Linked DNA regions of Triticum aestivum: region 1 is linked to region 2. Evidence: chromatin contacts called from public Hi-C data. All regions are on one chromosome and are shown on one strand. Each heading gives the region's core, a stretch centred on a gene start, on an enhancer-like site or on the middle of the called end of the contact. The rest is flanking DNA. Distances are from core to core; before and after follow the strand shown.

Region 1 (6,630 bases), core at 1,739-4,238, 98 kb after region 2:
GGTGGCTTGGGATTCAGAGATTTCCGCCTCTTCAACCAGGCGCTCCTAGCGAGACAGGCTTGGCGTTTGCTAACTAATCCCACCAGCTTGTGTGTGCAGGTTCTCAAGGCACGGTACTATCACGACGGGCGCCTCGAAGATACGGTATTCTCGGGGAATGCATCTCCGACTTGGCAGGCGATTCAGCACGGCCTCGAGCTCTTGAAAAAGGGCATCATATGGCGCGTCGGGGGCGGGCAGGACATCCGCATTTGGCGAGACCGGTGGCTGCCTAGGGAGCCATCACGCCAACCCATATCCCTGCAGGGTACGTGCCGCCTAAGGAGGGTGGCGGAGCTCCTGGATGGCGAGGGGTCCTGGCGCATGGACCTGCTCCGCCGCTACTTCCTCCCTGCGGATGTCGACGTCATCACCAGTATCCGTACGTCGACCCGCGTCACCGAGGATATTATTGCATGGGCACCGGAGAGGAACGGTATCTTCACCGTTCGGTCCGCCTACCGCCTGGCCATGGACGAGCGCGAGCGTCCTTCGGCTTCCGCCACGAGCAGGGCACCGGATGGTCGTCGCGCCATCTGGAAGATCATATGGGGGTGCCCTGCTCCCCCTAAGGTACGCGTGTTCGCTTGGAGAGTCGTCACCAACTCACTTGCTACTTGGGCCAATAAAGCCTCGCGACACCTCGAGCTTACTGACATTTGCCCCTTGTGTGGTGTTGAACGCGAGGATGGATTCCATGCGCTTTGCAGGTGTCCCCTGGCAAGAGAGCTCTGGCGAGTTATGACCTTGGACTGGAACATCCCCAAGGTGGAGGCCATCGTCAACACTGGCCCAGAGTGGATCTTTTCACTGCTGGACCCCTTGGATGAGACGGCGAGACTGGTGGTGCTCATGACCATGTGGAGAGTATGGCATGTCCGGAATGAGATCACACACGACAAGGCGCCGCCCACTGCCGAAGCCTCTCGACGCTTTTTACACGGATACATCAACTCACTCTTGTGCATACAACAACATCCTGATGGTAACCTAGAGAAAGGGAAGATGGTGGTCCTGCCTTCACCACCACGCGCTCCAGAAAGTACGACGCCCAAGGTGCGAGCACACTGGGTACCGCCCCAGCCGGGCTGGGTTAAGTTGAACACGGATGGGAGCTACATAGCGGCCACAGGTGCGGCGGGAGGAGGTATGATCCTGCGTGATGACAGAGGCGAGATCATCTACAACGCATGTAGGGAGCTACGTACATGCGACAACGCTTTAGAGGCGGAGCTAGCAACGTGCAGAGAAGGCTTGGAGCTAGCCTTGCACCGATCTAACCTACCTATTCTGGTTGAGTTGGATAGCGCGGAGGCGGTGTCGATGATTACAGCACGCGAGATGGATAGATCATCACATCGTGCACTTATAGAGGAGATTCGTAGGTTGGCTGGAAGCGATGCTAGGGAGATCTCTTTTACTCTTTGTAGCCGTCTGCAGAACAGGATTAGTCATGAGCTGGCCGCCTATGGCCGTAGCACTCCGCGCACAGCAGTCTGGCTTACTGCCGGGATGGATTTTGTTGTAAACCTGGCTCTCGTTGAGAAGCCTCCTTGAATAGAATTCCTTTTTCCCCGCAAAAAAATATATATGCATCTCAGTTGTAGGGCGTAATACTTGTACGTGCGCACATGTAGGTGCGTAGAGCAATAATACAATATGAGTAGCTAGCTGATGCGCACAGTACTTACCGAGTCTAGATAAAAACAGCGGTACTGCGCACTGATTAACTGGGCCCCGTGATGTATTTTCGTCTATGGCTAAGGTACGTACGCCCATCCACATCCACATCCACCGATCCGCCGACCGATCATACATATGGATCATAGAGCACGAGTACGTAGCGCAAGTATTTTCTCCAGCATACATATGCAACAAGCCATCGACAATGAGAAAAGAAAACAATACTCCATCACGCGTCAAGTCGTTGTCCCATACGCGTTATTATCACGTACGTCCGTGAGGGCAGGGCTCCGCCGCCTCCTCCTCAAAAAAAAAAAGTTAGGGTTCGTGTCTTTTGCCGGCATCGGCGCAATTTCGCCTCGTCTCCGGTGGCCCTAGGATCCTGGCAAGGGCCGGCGAGAGGGCTCCGTTTTTAGTCTTTTTTTAATCTTGCTAGAGTTTGTGTCCTATTCAGGAAGGCGAGACGGCGGCCTCCCTGGAGATGGAATAAAGGTTATCCCGTCTAGCCCTCGTTCCGGCGATGCGTCTAGCATCGTTGGTGGACGTGTGGAGGTGTCTCTCCGGCAAATCTATTTTTGATAGATTTGTTCGGCTCTCGTCGTTGTCTGTCTATGTTCGCGTGTCTTCGGTTTGGATTCTTTCGATATACGTTATTTTTCATTGACGGTGGTTGCTGTTCTGGGATGCTGGTCTGTCTACGTTCGCGTGTCTTCGGTTTGGATCCTTTCGATATACGTTATTTTTCATCGGCGTTGGTTGCTGTTCTGGGGTGCTGGCATTAGCACGACGACTTACCGACTGTCTACTACAGCAAGTTGTGTCCGGCTCCAAGATAGAGGGGCGATGACGGCGGCGCGCCTTCGACTCGCTTCGGTGCTTGTAGTCGTCATTAGGTGCTCTACGGATCTGTATGTAATTTTTATTTCTGGTGTTTGTTATATTGTCATGATTGAAAATGAATAGATTGAAAGTTTTTTAAAAAAAATTAAAAAATACTTCATCGACAACTGGCTTCACCATCACGTACGATTAATGTACGTCGAGTCGTCGTAAACAGACAATTATAAATAAAACCGAAAAAAGTATGCTGGACGGCAGACGCTGCATGTACGATCGCCATGCCATGCGTTCAGTCAAAGCGTGGCGCCGTAGATAGGTATTATACGAGTCGCAACTCGCAAATCATGCAGTACTGGATGGAGACTAGTAGTACGTGACAGGGAGGGTGGCGTGGTATGGGCATCAACGGGTGGGTCCTGCTCCCTTTCCCCGGCCGATCGTCTTTCTGTTGGGGGTTGGGGCAAGGGATACGATACGATACGCGGCGGGGAGCGAAGAAATAGGCGTCGTTGCCTTTCCCGGGGCCGGCCGGTCCGGCTCTATCCGGCGCCGGAAAAGGGAAGCATCGACGATTTCTCACTTCTCGCCCGCCCAGCAGCATCGACCTAGTACGCAGATGCGTCCCATGGATGCCCCCGATGCTATGCGGCCTTCCCAGAGCCGGACGCGCGTGTCGAACGGTTTGAGGCGCGGCCGGCCGGCCGGGCAACGTACGTACGCCACTGCTTTTTTTTACTGAAAAACTGTAAGGAAATCCCTTATATAATATAATTGATGCAACAAAGCCAAATTATAAGTACCAGACCCTGTTTTTGGCTCGCTTCCGAAGAGCTAGTCAAAATTTCTGACCATCGGTGCGTGTCGCTGTGTTGTATCGTGGTATGGGAGAGTGCTGTCTACTTGCTCGGAGGCCTAGCAAAACTTTTTATTCTGAAATTGTGATGATCAAAACGGAGAGTTCAAGGGTAGAGGTAGTCCCGGAATCACAAAAACAGAATTCGGTAAAGAGAAAACAAACATGTCATATGGGCTCATATTTTCCAAAGAAAAATGGCTTTTGTTTCATTGTGCAATATTGCCATTTGGTATAAATATTTCATCCAGCTGTGCGATGTTAATGATCGGTCTTCAGCTTTTCAAGTTAAGACATAGTGCGAAATTCTGATAAGTCAAGGCTGAGCATGGGTTCATCTGCACCCTCTGAATAGTAAGTGCAAAAGAATAGTAAAAAGACAAAAAAAAAATCTAAACTTCTTTTTGCATAGAAGATGCTCAAGTGCGTTAGGAGCGTAAGAAACATCAGGGTTAATTGACATCGGAGGAGCCCTGCACACAGAAAAAAGCAGCTCCAACAGTGCATTCTTTCAGTCTTTATCTCACATGCCAGAATTTGGTTATTATTGCCACAACCTCCTCAAATGTTCAAACATCACCAAATTTTGTGCACACATTGTGTATTTACCGATTTAACTATTGACGAGCGGGAGCATGTGAGCCCGGGCTCGGAATCGGTAAGTCATACGGAATTCATTGTATGTAACATCATCGGTGTTGTCTGTCTATAGACATGACATCTCAACAAAAACGATGGTGCCACTGGTTATCCAATGAATGCGTTGGGCACCTAGGGGCCTAGGGTTCCTCCGTCTGGGTTTATTAGTCCTCTTCGTATTTTGTATCAAACTTTGCCCTTAGATTAACTAATAAAATATTGATGTATGTTATAAAAAATGATATTGAAAACTATGTTCAAATACGAATCCAACGATATAATTTTTTTGACATGCACTAACATTTTGTTAGTTAAATCTATAGTTAAAATTTAGCACCAAATACGAATGAGAACTAATAAACCATGACGGAGGTAGTAGTTGTTATCCGTTGCATGTGTCTTACTCGACGTAGAAAACCTCGACACGTTTCATCCCGCCGTTTAGCTCATGTAACCACAATTTATGCATATTTTTCCCTTTCCCCAAAGGCACCCAAAAATTATCATGCAATTGTGATGGCTCGTGTCCATTGTCAACCCGTCATCATGACATTTAGCTACTCCATATATAACTGTGGGCACGCAACAAAATTTTAGATAGCCGAAGGGTGTATCTACTCAGAGGCCACGCCAATCATCCCAACACGTCATCGCAAGGCATTAATCAGGTCCGTAATAGTAGCAAAATCTCACAGTGAACCAAGGCTAAATCGAATTATAGGGGACCTGGCAATTGGCATGGCATGGAGCTAGTCTCGTGGGAGGGAGCGCCGATTAGTCAGACTAATCAAGAGATTCGGCAGGATCGGACGGCGGCCGGCCGAGCAACGAGGGGGCGGCCGGCGCTTTATGATTGGCAAGGCGGACCGCAGTGGGTGTGGGGCTCCCGCGCTAGCCGTTGCTCTGTTGCGTGCTGGCATCTTCGTCCTCCAAGCTGATTGTGGACCGATCTTCGCCAATAACAACGAGTGGTGAAAGGCTACTGGTTAGGCCATCTTCAATAGTTTGTATATTAGTTTGTTGATAAAATATGTCATGTCATCAACCAATATCTTAACATACAACAACTTTAATGTGTTGTATCTAGTTTGCCCAATAGAACGTGAGATAACAAATGAGGTGCTCTCTCATTCTACATTGGAGTTTGTGCAATGAGTGTTGGTTCATATACATACAACCTTCCTCTCTTTCCTCATTTATTGTATGACACATCATCAAAAATCCTATGTGACAAAATCTACCAATAGCTATCTTACAATCATTGGAGATGCCCTTAGGCTGGTCACAATGGGCAAGAACATAAGCTAGTAACTTACACACTTCCCTAGACTATGCTACTACCTTCATAGTGGGTAGGAACATCTATGTAGTGTCATGCAACGATGTATTTATTAGGTTATAGACTCATTGTTTCTTGGAGTGTGTGATGTTCCGGTAACTTAGCTAGTTACCACAAGCATCTCTTTTTTCATTAAATATGTGCCACATAAGCAAAGTTGTATTGAAGTGTGTGATGTTACTCCTAAGTTCCTCTCCATTGTGACCAGCCTTAGTAGGAGTATATCTTATTTTGTGGTTTGTCTTTCCTTTTCCATGGCTGCTAAAAATACTTTTATGTGGACAGCGACGTGAAATACTCCTAACTACTAGCCTAGTCTCACAAAAAATAATATGGATAATAGTCTAGGTTAGGAGCACTACTGCGTGGTTGATATTAGTACATTATTGTAACTAGCGCGTTGTAGGAGTATAAATATAGAATAACTCACGGAAATAAATAAAGCAGAAGACTTCCTTTAAAAATGAGTGTACCGCGTACGTGCGCACATGTAGGCGTGTAGATCAATATGGCTGCCTAGCTAATCTCAAAAGAAAAAAAAATATGGCTGCCTAGCTTTTTTTTTGAGCAACAATATGGCTGCCTAGCTAGCTGATGCGTACAGCCCTCTCCAGCTGAAAAACAGTATTACTGACGTACGTAACGCTAGCTATTTTTTTTTCCAGTTTATTATATTCGAGCCAACAATATACTGTGTCGCAGTCCATCGATCACTCCCCCGGTAGTACGTGACGGAAGCGAGTCGCGACTCGCGATTAATGCACGTCAAGTCGTCGTAAATAAACATTAAAAGCGAAAAAAATCGGTTGGAAGGCATAGGCAGAAGCTGCATGCAATGTTCAGTTAAACTGTGGCACCGTTCGGCGATACAGGTATGGCGTGGTGAGGTGGCCCCGCTCCTTTCCCCGACCCGGTCGTCCTACTGTTTAGGACTTGGGATAGATATATGTGGTTGCCTTTCCCGAGGGCTTGTTCGGCTCGATCCGGCCCTCCACCGTCCAACAGAAATTGAAGCATCGCTTCTCAATACTCGCCCAACAAGCAACATCTACTCCCACGCGATGCGAGTGGGCTGGGCTACAGACGGATCAACTGGCGCGCAACCTGGATGCGTACCCGAGATACTCCGACGCGATGCGGCCTTCCGGGGGCCGGACGGGTCGAATGGTTCGCTGTGTCCGTGTCCTTTAGAGACGCTGCTGGCTGGTCCAAGGCAATGTACGGCACTGCTGGTTCT
Region 2 (7,284 bases), core at 2,417-4,916:
CACATAGCATGTAGCTGGCTTGAGTTCAGTGACAACAAATGTTTTTGACATTAGATGTACGGTGCCAGTTGGATTTAACGAGTAAAATCCTGTACCATCCACCTGGTGCCATACTTTAAAGCCAGTTACCCCTTGGGAGATGTAAGGACATCGAGCCAAATCAAAAACTACAGTGATAGATGTAGGAGTTATAGGTTCAAACTTTATGAAGCTCGATGGCATCATATTGGATCCTGAAAATGCAAAGATACAAAAAGTTAATATCATCATCTCCATATGTTAGATCTAATGTGAAGGACCTCAAAACTTACGTTCAAATTGTGAGTTAGTAGGAGATTCAACAGGGAACTTAGACTGCATGACATCTAGTGCCTCAGCACAAAGTTTCTGAACTTCAGCACCACAAGTAAGACGACTGACAATTCCACGACCCATACTTCCATGCCCGGCTACAGATCCAACCTCAGCCTCAAGTTTCTGCTTTGCTATGTCAACAAATTTATGCAAGACCGAGTACTTCTCGGTGGAGAAGAGGACCTTATGACCCAGAAAAATCCGGTAACACAATATATCCAGCCGCCGAGCCTCTTTAGCTAACATTAGTTGTTTCTTCCAGGACCTGAACAAGGACATTAAACAGTCATATTATTGCTCAACGAGATAATTTACTAAAAGGACGGACTAGTTATGATTCAAACGTTCAAATAACAGGAAACAGAGCAATGGGCAGTGTAAAATGGATCAGAAATCTTAAGAGTTGCTAATGTAAGGAAAATGGACTGGTAAATTTGATGAATACAAATATATGATAAAAGTACATTGTACTGGGTTGTTTAAGAAGTCACTTACTTCATCAAGCTCTTTTATTATAACTACTTTAGAAGATACTACTAAGGTAATGATTTAACAGGATTCTTGTTAACAGACGTGCAGCAGATGCAAAATCCATTTATCTTAACTGTAAGTCAGCGAAAGCAATGCCGTAATAAACAACTAAGGCAATGAAGCAGTAAGCCTGGAATCCCAGGAAAACAAGCAAAGTAACAATCTAGGTTACTTTTCTTTTTCAATTTAGAACAGAAAACCTGCATGAATAAAAACAATGCCCCAGAATACATACCTGAGCAAATCATGCTGCTTCCGACAGTTAGGGCAGTAATAAGCACCATCAAGTTTCTTGCACTGCCCACTCGGCAGAATGCCAGTTCTTCCATCCTTGAGAGCACACTCAAGATGGCATGATAGCCCGCAAGAATCCTTTTGCATGGGATGATCTGAACTACAGGACAACCATATGGTAGGGTCCTTGTTGTCATCATACTTGAAGCATATGCAGCATGAACAGCGTCTGCAAAATTTATCTTCCATGCTAAGAATCGCTCTGCATGCTATATTCCGGCAGGACCGCACATTATTAATTTGCACGGGTACAACTGCGGTTTGCGGATTGTTGACAGCAATCGGCAGTCGTGATGGATTGTCACTCTTCCTTTGACGTTTCGCAGGGTACTGATGGTTACTTGCGTTGGGATCGAGAGTTGGCTCCTTTTCTTGCACATGCACCACAGGGCCAGATGATTTGCCAGTCACCACCCTGAAGAGATAATCCAGCATTCTCTGCTTAGATAATCCAGTATATTTCCTTTCCCTTCCAAGATCAGCACAAAGAATCTCTACAATATCACGCCGACTCCATGACTGTAGTTTGTCAGGAGCAGTTTGTGGCCTCTTCGATAATTCACGAACAAGATCCTTCTTTTCATCCACACTCATCAATCGGCATTTAGCAGGTTCAATAATAGCTCCTGGAGGAAAGGAAACACAACCATATTAGTATATCACAATCCAGTTAATAAACACTGCAATCAATCTTGTGCACCAGTAGATTTTGAGATGCATAACCAGATATGCTTGCGCATCCAGAAGGTAGAGAAGAATATACCAAACAAACTTTGTAAGCACGCATATTGACAATAATGTATCAGCAATGTACAACTTGAGAACCGAAAATTTCAACTTCATTACAACCCAATATCCCACAGATATGTCAAGAAATAGCATGACAAATGAGAGACGGTAATTTAGATTGCCAGTTGCTACTAACAAGCATAACACATGCAAGAAAAACTCAATTTAAGGCCTCGGAATCTTTACATATGCATTATACCACAGTTAAGTTGGTTTGTACACGACATAACAAGCGCAGTCATGCACAACACTACCGAACCAAAAGCTGCTGGCACTGACTACAAGGCTACACTACATACCCTAAAATATACTCCCTCCGTTCTAAATTACTTGTCTTGGATTTGTCTAGATACGGATGTATGTAGACTCATTTTAGTGCTAGATACATCCGTATCTAGACAAATCTAAGACAACTAATTCGGAACGGAGGGAGTAGTAACTTTCAGGAAGATCTTCCAGTGCTATACTACGTACTCTAAAAACATAGTAACTTTCAGGAAGATCTTGCAATGCTATACAAACTCGAAATGCACCAGACAAAGTTCAACTCTTTTGAGGCCCTTCTGCAACTTTGGGTTAAGACTGGCAATGCCATTCTCTCTACAAAGGTTCAGAACTTGGCACCAGACACAGGCACATTAAGAGGAGACATGTGCATTGTACATACACCACCCAACAAAAATAGCATGAAACCACGAACCAGGGTTGGCACAAGGAAACCATCTACTTGCGCCCATAGACAGCAGCTTGACATGGAACGCGAGAGACTGACACGACTCCTGGATCCTAGTAACAGATTTAATCGTGCTAACCCCTGCCGTCCTTACAAAATCCGCAAAACAGATAAAACCATCCACATGCATGCGAACATAAGCCCCGCTCAACACAGCCGGCGTCCAATGGACGCCCCAGGAACCGAATCGCCGGCCAAAAGACCGAGGCTTTCCCCTCGAAACCAGACATCGACACGTAAATCCCTCGGGAAAACGACGTAAAGCCAAGGAGCCACTGTTCCCGGCGGACTCCCGCGGACGCAAGGAGCGCAATGCGCGCAGCCGTCGCCGCATGCAACGCCGAATCTGGCGCCACCGGCGGTAAAAAATCTCCCGCGACCCCATGCCCTGCCCCGCCGTACCGCCCACCAACCACCACCGGTACAGCCACGCACGCATCAACGACTAGTACTACCACCGGCTACCGATCGAATTCACCGCGCTGCACCGCCGCTAACCGACGGGACGCGTCGCCCGGACGAATCCTCCGGCGAAGACGGCCAAATCTCGGGCGCAGACCCCGCGCCTGCCGCCGGGAAACGCGCGGGCCGGCCAGGAGGACCCCGTCCCCGCCGGCCGGGCGGCAGATTCGGCGCGCGGACGGACAGATCGAGCGGCGCGGCATTAGGCCGGCCGGCCGGCGCCGCGCATCGACGGGCCCGCGGCCAGATGGCAGAGACGGACAGGGAGAGGGAGACGGCGGCGGCGCTGACCTGCGTAGGGAGGATCCATGGCCGGAGAGAGGGAGGGAGAGGGGGATCTCTCGCTCCTCCTCCTCCGCCTCTTGGCTTCACGTGGACTCAGCCCTCCTCTCCTCTCTCCTCCTCTGCTGCTACCCTCCCCCTCTCTCTCTCTCTCCTCCTCTGCGTCTCGCTCTTTCTCTCTCTACCCCCGCCCCGTATGTAGTACGAGCACGCGAGGTTAGCTCCCAGCCGCACGGATACCAAAGCCTGCGGGCGCCGCTTTTGCGTCCCACCCCCCGCCTTCCCGCGTATTCGCCGGCGGCTCCCTCCCGGCTTTCCGTATCCGGGACGGCAGGCCCGTGTGATCGCGCGGGGGTCAACACGGAGCAGTTAAGCGTTAGCTGGTTTTGGGTAGGCAGGGTTAAACAACCGCGGCTTGTGTGTTTTCACACTTTGGACGTAGACATGGAAAATAGGGCAATCTATGGCTATTCTCACACCAAATAATAAGATTGTGTAACCTTCCTTCCACATGCACAAAAGGCATGAGAGATTGTGCATAGTCATTGTGTGTTACTCATCTAACCTCGGTGTGTGTCTATACTATGATATGTCAGTTGAATGAAAAAAAAATGATGCATGAATTATTGATTGTATCAACATATATATGCCAATGATAGTTGCATTGCATACATATACAAAATACATAGAGAGAAAACAAATATAATGTACGAGTTCATATGTTTGAAAGAGAAGGATTTATATATTTTTTTCACATCGCACTATCGTCATCGTTAGTTTCGGATAAACGACTTCGTTATCCTATAGGTTGTTTGGCACCGATGACTTCCTGACCGTGTCAGTGTACAAGATTCGCTCGAATCTCGCGATCGGAAGGTTGCCAGAGTGGTTACGGCGGCGCGTCATCGGCCCAACGAGAAGGATTGGGGTGCGAGACTCCCTAGGGACCTGTTATAATATCCTTATTTTTCAGGGTTGGCTTGTACTGCTGATCCGCGGCTAATAGATCTGAGTATATTTGGATAATTGCATCCAGTTGTATTGCATTAATACTCTTCCGCCTTTCCAGCTAAGATACAGCGAATATGCCGTGTGCGGTGTCGTCGACGTGGTCCGTCTGTCGACACGTCGTCTCGACCAATAAGGTGATGACACATGTTATCCGGCCGCGTGCAGCCAATGGCATAGTTGTGCCCTCGCCAGCTGGCCCTAGGAACCTTTTTTACCCTTACCTACATAGATCAAGTATTGGGCAAGGGGTTAAGCCCAGCACAGCCCAATCACAAGATGGCCCAATTCCTTCCAAGCGTTTGGAACTCCCGACCTAGATTGGCGCGACCTTCATACAAACCAGAGTGCATTCATTAAAAAAAGGGGTCGGGCCTAAACCTAGCGTTCGACGGTGCCCGTCTCCAAGTCCTTGTTGTTCCCTTCCGGCAACCGCGACCGACATTTGCCGTCTCCATGAGCGGCGGGGATAAGACCCGCGAAGTGAAGGTGCGGTCACCGGTGAGGAAGAGCAGAACATGAGAGACGAACCGACCCACTTGGGACTCGAGGCCCACCACCTCCCATGCCTTACTCATCTTTGTTAGAGACCACGACCTATCCGTCACCGGTGGACGTTAGATCGATGATGGACGTGGACATGTCGCCATTGTCCTCTTGCCACATGCGCGCCGAAAGATCGGTGGCGGTGTGTAGGACACACAGCTAGTGGCGTTCCTCATCCTTGATCGCCTGTGCCGCCAGCGTCGCCTTCGCATCCCGCTACACCGGCTCTATGTTGCAAGAGGTTGCTTGAGCACGCACGACCTCGTAGAGCGCCCGTTTCTCGGCCACGAAATTGGGGTTCACCACGGCCATGGCTGCCACGGCCTCCTTACTCGCACGCTCACCGTAGATTTGGCCCTACGCCAGCCGGTGCAGCTCGAGGAGTAACAAGTTTTATTGTTGTTCCTCTTGTGCCTGCCGGAATGCCGACATGGGCGTCGGCGTAGGCTCCTTCTCCTCCATGGGCGGTGAATTGCGCCTGCTCCATGGTCAAGCCAGCATGCACCGACGCGGGCTCCGGCGTTGAGTCATTGTCGGAGCCCGTTTTCATCATGGGGTCGTCGTTGGAGGCCTCATGGGAGCTGGCCGGCATGCTGGCCTCAATCCGCATGGCATGATGGCTCTGCCAGGCGGCCGCAAGCGCAGCCACCTCATGCTTCTGCTAGGTCGAGATGCTCTCCCACAAAGTGGTCCCACTCACGATCATGGCGGATGTGTTGTACTGGAGGAAGATGTGGAACAGATGTGTTGTCATGTGTCGTGAGCTTTGTGTGGCCGCCTTTAAATAGCAAATTCCGGTGAGACCAAGCGTCCGGGTGCGTCAATGCGCGGGCGCTGGAGTTGGTTCCTTAGCCAGCGAGCCTGTTTAATGGCAGGAGACGGGCGGGCGTGGTAGATATCCCTCCCATCCCCTCCAATAAACGTCTCTCTAGCATTGAAAATGCGCGGACACCAGGGACTCAGCATGGGCGGTGCTCTCGACGGGCAAGCCACTTCAATGTTGGAGCTAGTGAGAGGTCATGTCCGTTCTAGCCCGGTGTCAATTCAGAGCGGCATGAATGTGGGTAGCTGGCTTCGGGCAGGAAAGCATGCGGGCGAGGGGGTGGGTGGGTGGGCCACGGTTATCGAACGCGGGCGTGGCAGCGGTACATACGCACGCAAAGCCCCTCATCCCTTCCAATTTGTTTTTGGTCTGCGGGAAAAAGTGCGCCCGGAGTGATACAAGACCGCGTTGGATGGCAAAACACGCCCAGACCACGTGGTCCATATGGTTGCGGGCGATTTGAGGGTCGGTGTCGTTAGAGATGCCCTTAGTATAGAAGAACGATCCAATTGCATGGCATTAATAATCTTTCGCCTTTTCAACTAAGATCCGATGAATTCGTCGTGTGCAGTGTCATCAACGTAGTCAGTCTATCGGCACGACATCTCCACCAATAGGGAGAAGCCAGTTGTTATCCAGCCATGTGCAGCCAGGGACAGAGCTGGGCCCTCGGCACCCAGCCCTTGACTTTTTTTACCCTTACCTACATAGATTAACTACTCAGCCTGGTGTTAAGCCCATCACAGCCTAGTCACAAGACGGCCCGATCCCTTTCAAGCGTCTAGAACTCCCGACCTAGATTGTCTCGCACAGTCACACTCATATGCATGCTCCTATGCTCACGTGGTCTCCCGACCTAGACCGTTTCCGACCTAGTTGGTTCCAATTAGGCGCATGTTAAATAACCATGCTACACGCGACTTGTCTACTTTTCACACTTGGAGGAGGCATTCAAATAGCATATGGATCTATGTTTATTGTCATGCAAAATAATACATTCGTCCACATGCACAAAGGGCATGAGATTGTCTATCGTCACCGCATGTTACCCATCTAACTGTCGATGAGTGTCTATCCTATGGTAGATCAATTGAATAGAAAAAAGTTTAACACGTGATTTACTTGTTGTATCAACATATATGTCAAATGATTCCTATGTGAAGCACATGCATGCATAAACATAGTACATAAATAGAAAACAAATATATTGTACAAGTTCATATGTTTGGAATAAAAATATGCATTTCTCTATCACACAATACCAGAATTAGTATAGAAAAATGCATCCAATTGTATGGTATTAATACTCTTCCGCCTTTCCGACTAAGATATAGTGAATTTGTCGTGTGTAGTATCATCGGCGTGGACTATCGACACGCCATCTCGTTAAATAGTGCAATGACAGCTACTGCTCTCAGCCATGCATGTGCAACCAGGGGCATAGACGGGCCTTCGGCACCCC

What was found. Hi-C and Micro-C count contacts between places; a contact is called where the count stands out from the background.
Region 1: a Hi-C map of leaf shows a contact between it and region 2, with 3 times the contacts expected there. The contact joins the enhancer-like site here to the promoter of LOC123132281 in region 2. A contact is called at or near these places in 2 of 5 Hi-C or Micro-C datasets (both in leaf).

Annotation. Positions count from the first base shown.
Region 1 is chr6A:99,978,118-99,984,747 of IWGSC CS RefSeq v2.1, forward strand. No RefSeq gene overlaps it. Among protein-coding and RNA genes, the nearest start is that of LOC123132281, 99 kb to the left of the region's middle. Within about 2 kb of position 2,989, at least 1 of the 8 cell types and tissues checked has an H3K27ac peak or open chromatin away from gene starts, as enhancers often do. A contact at or near this core is called in leaf, where this site is marked.
Region 2 is chr6A:99,878,945-99,886,228 of IWGSC CS RefSeq v2.1, forward strand. It overlaps LOC123132281 (VIN3-like protein 2), which reads right to left and starts at 3,667. Exons shown (of 4, transcript XM_044552068.1): 1 at 3,455-3,667; 2 at 1,121-1,805; 3 at 312-619; 4 at 1-233. The coding sequence starts at 3,473.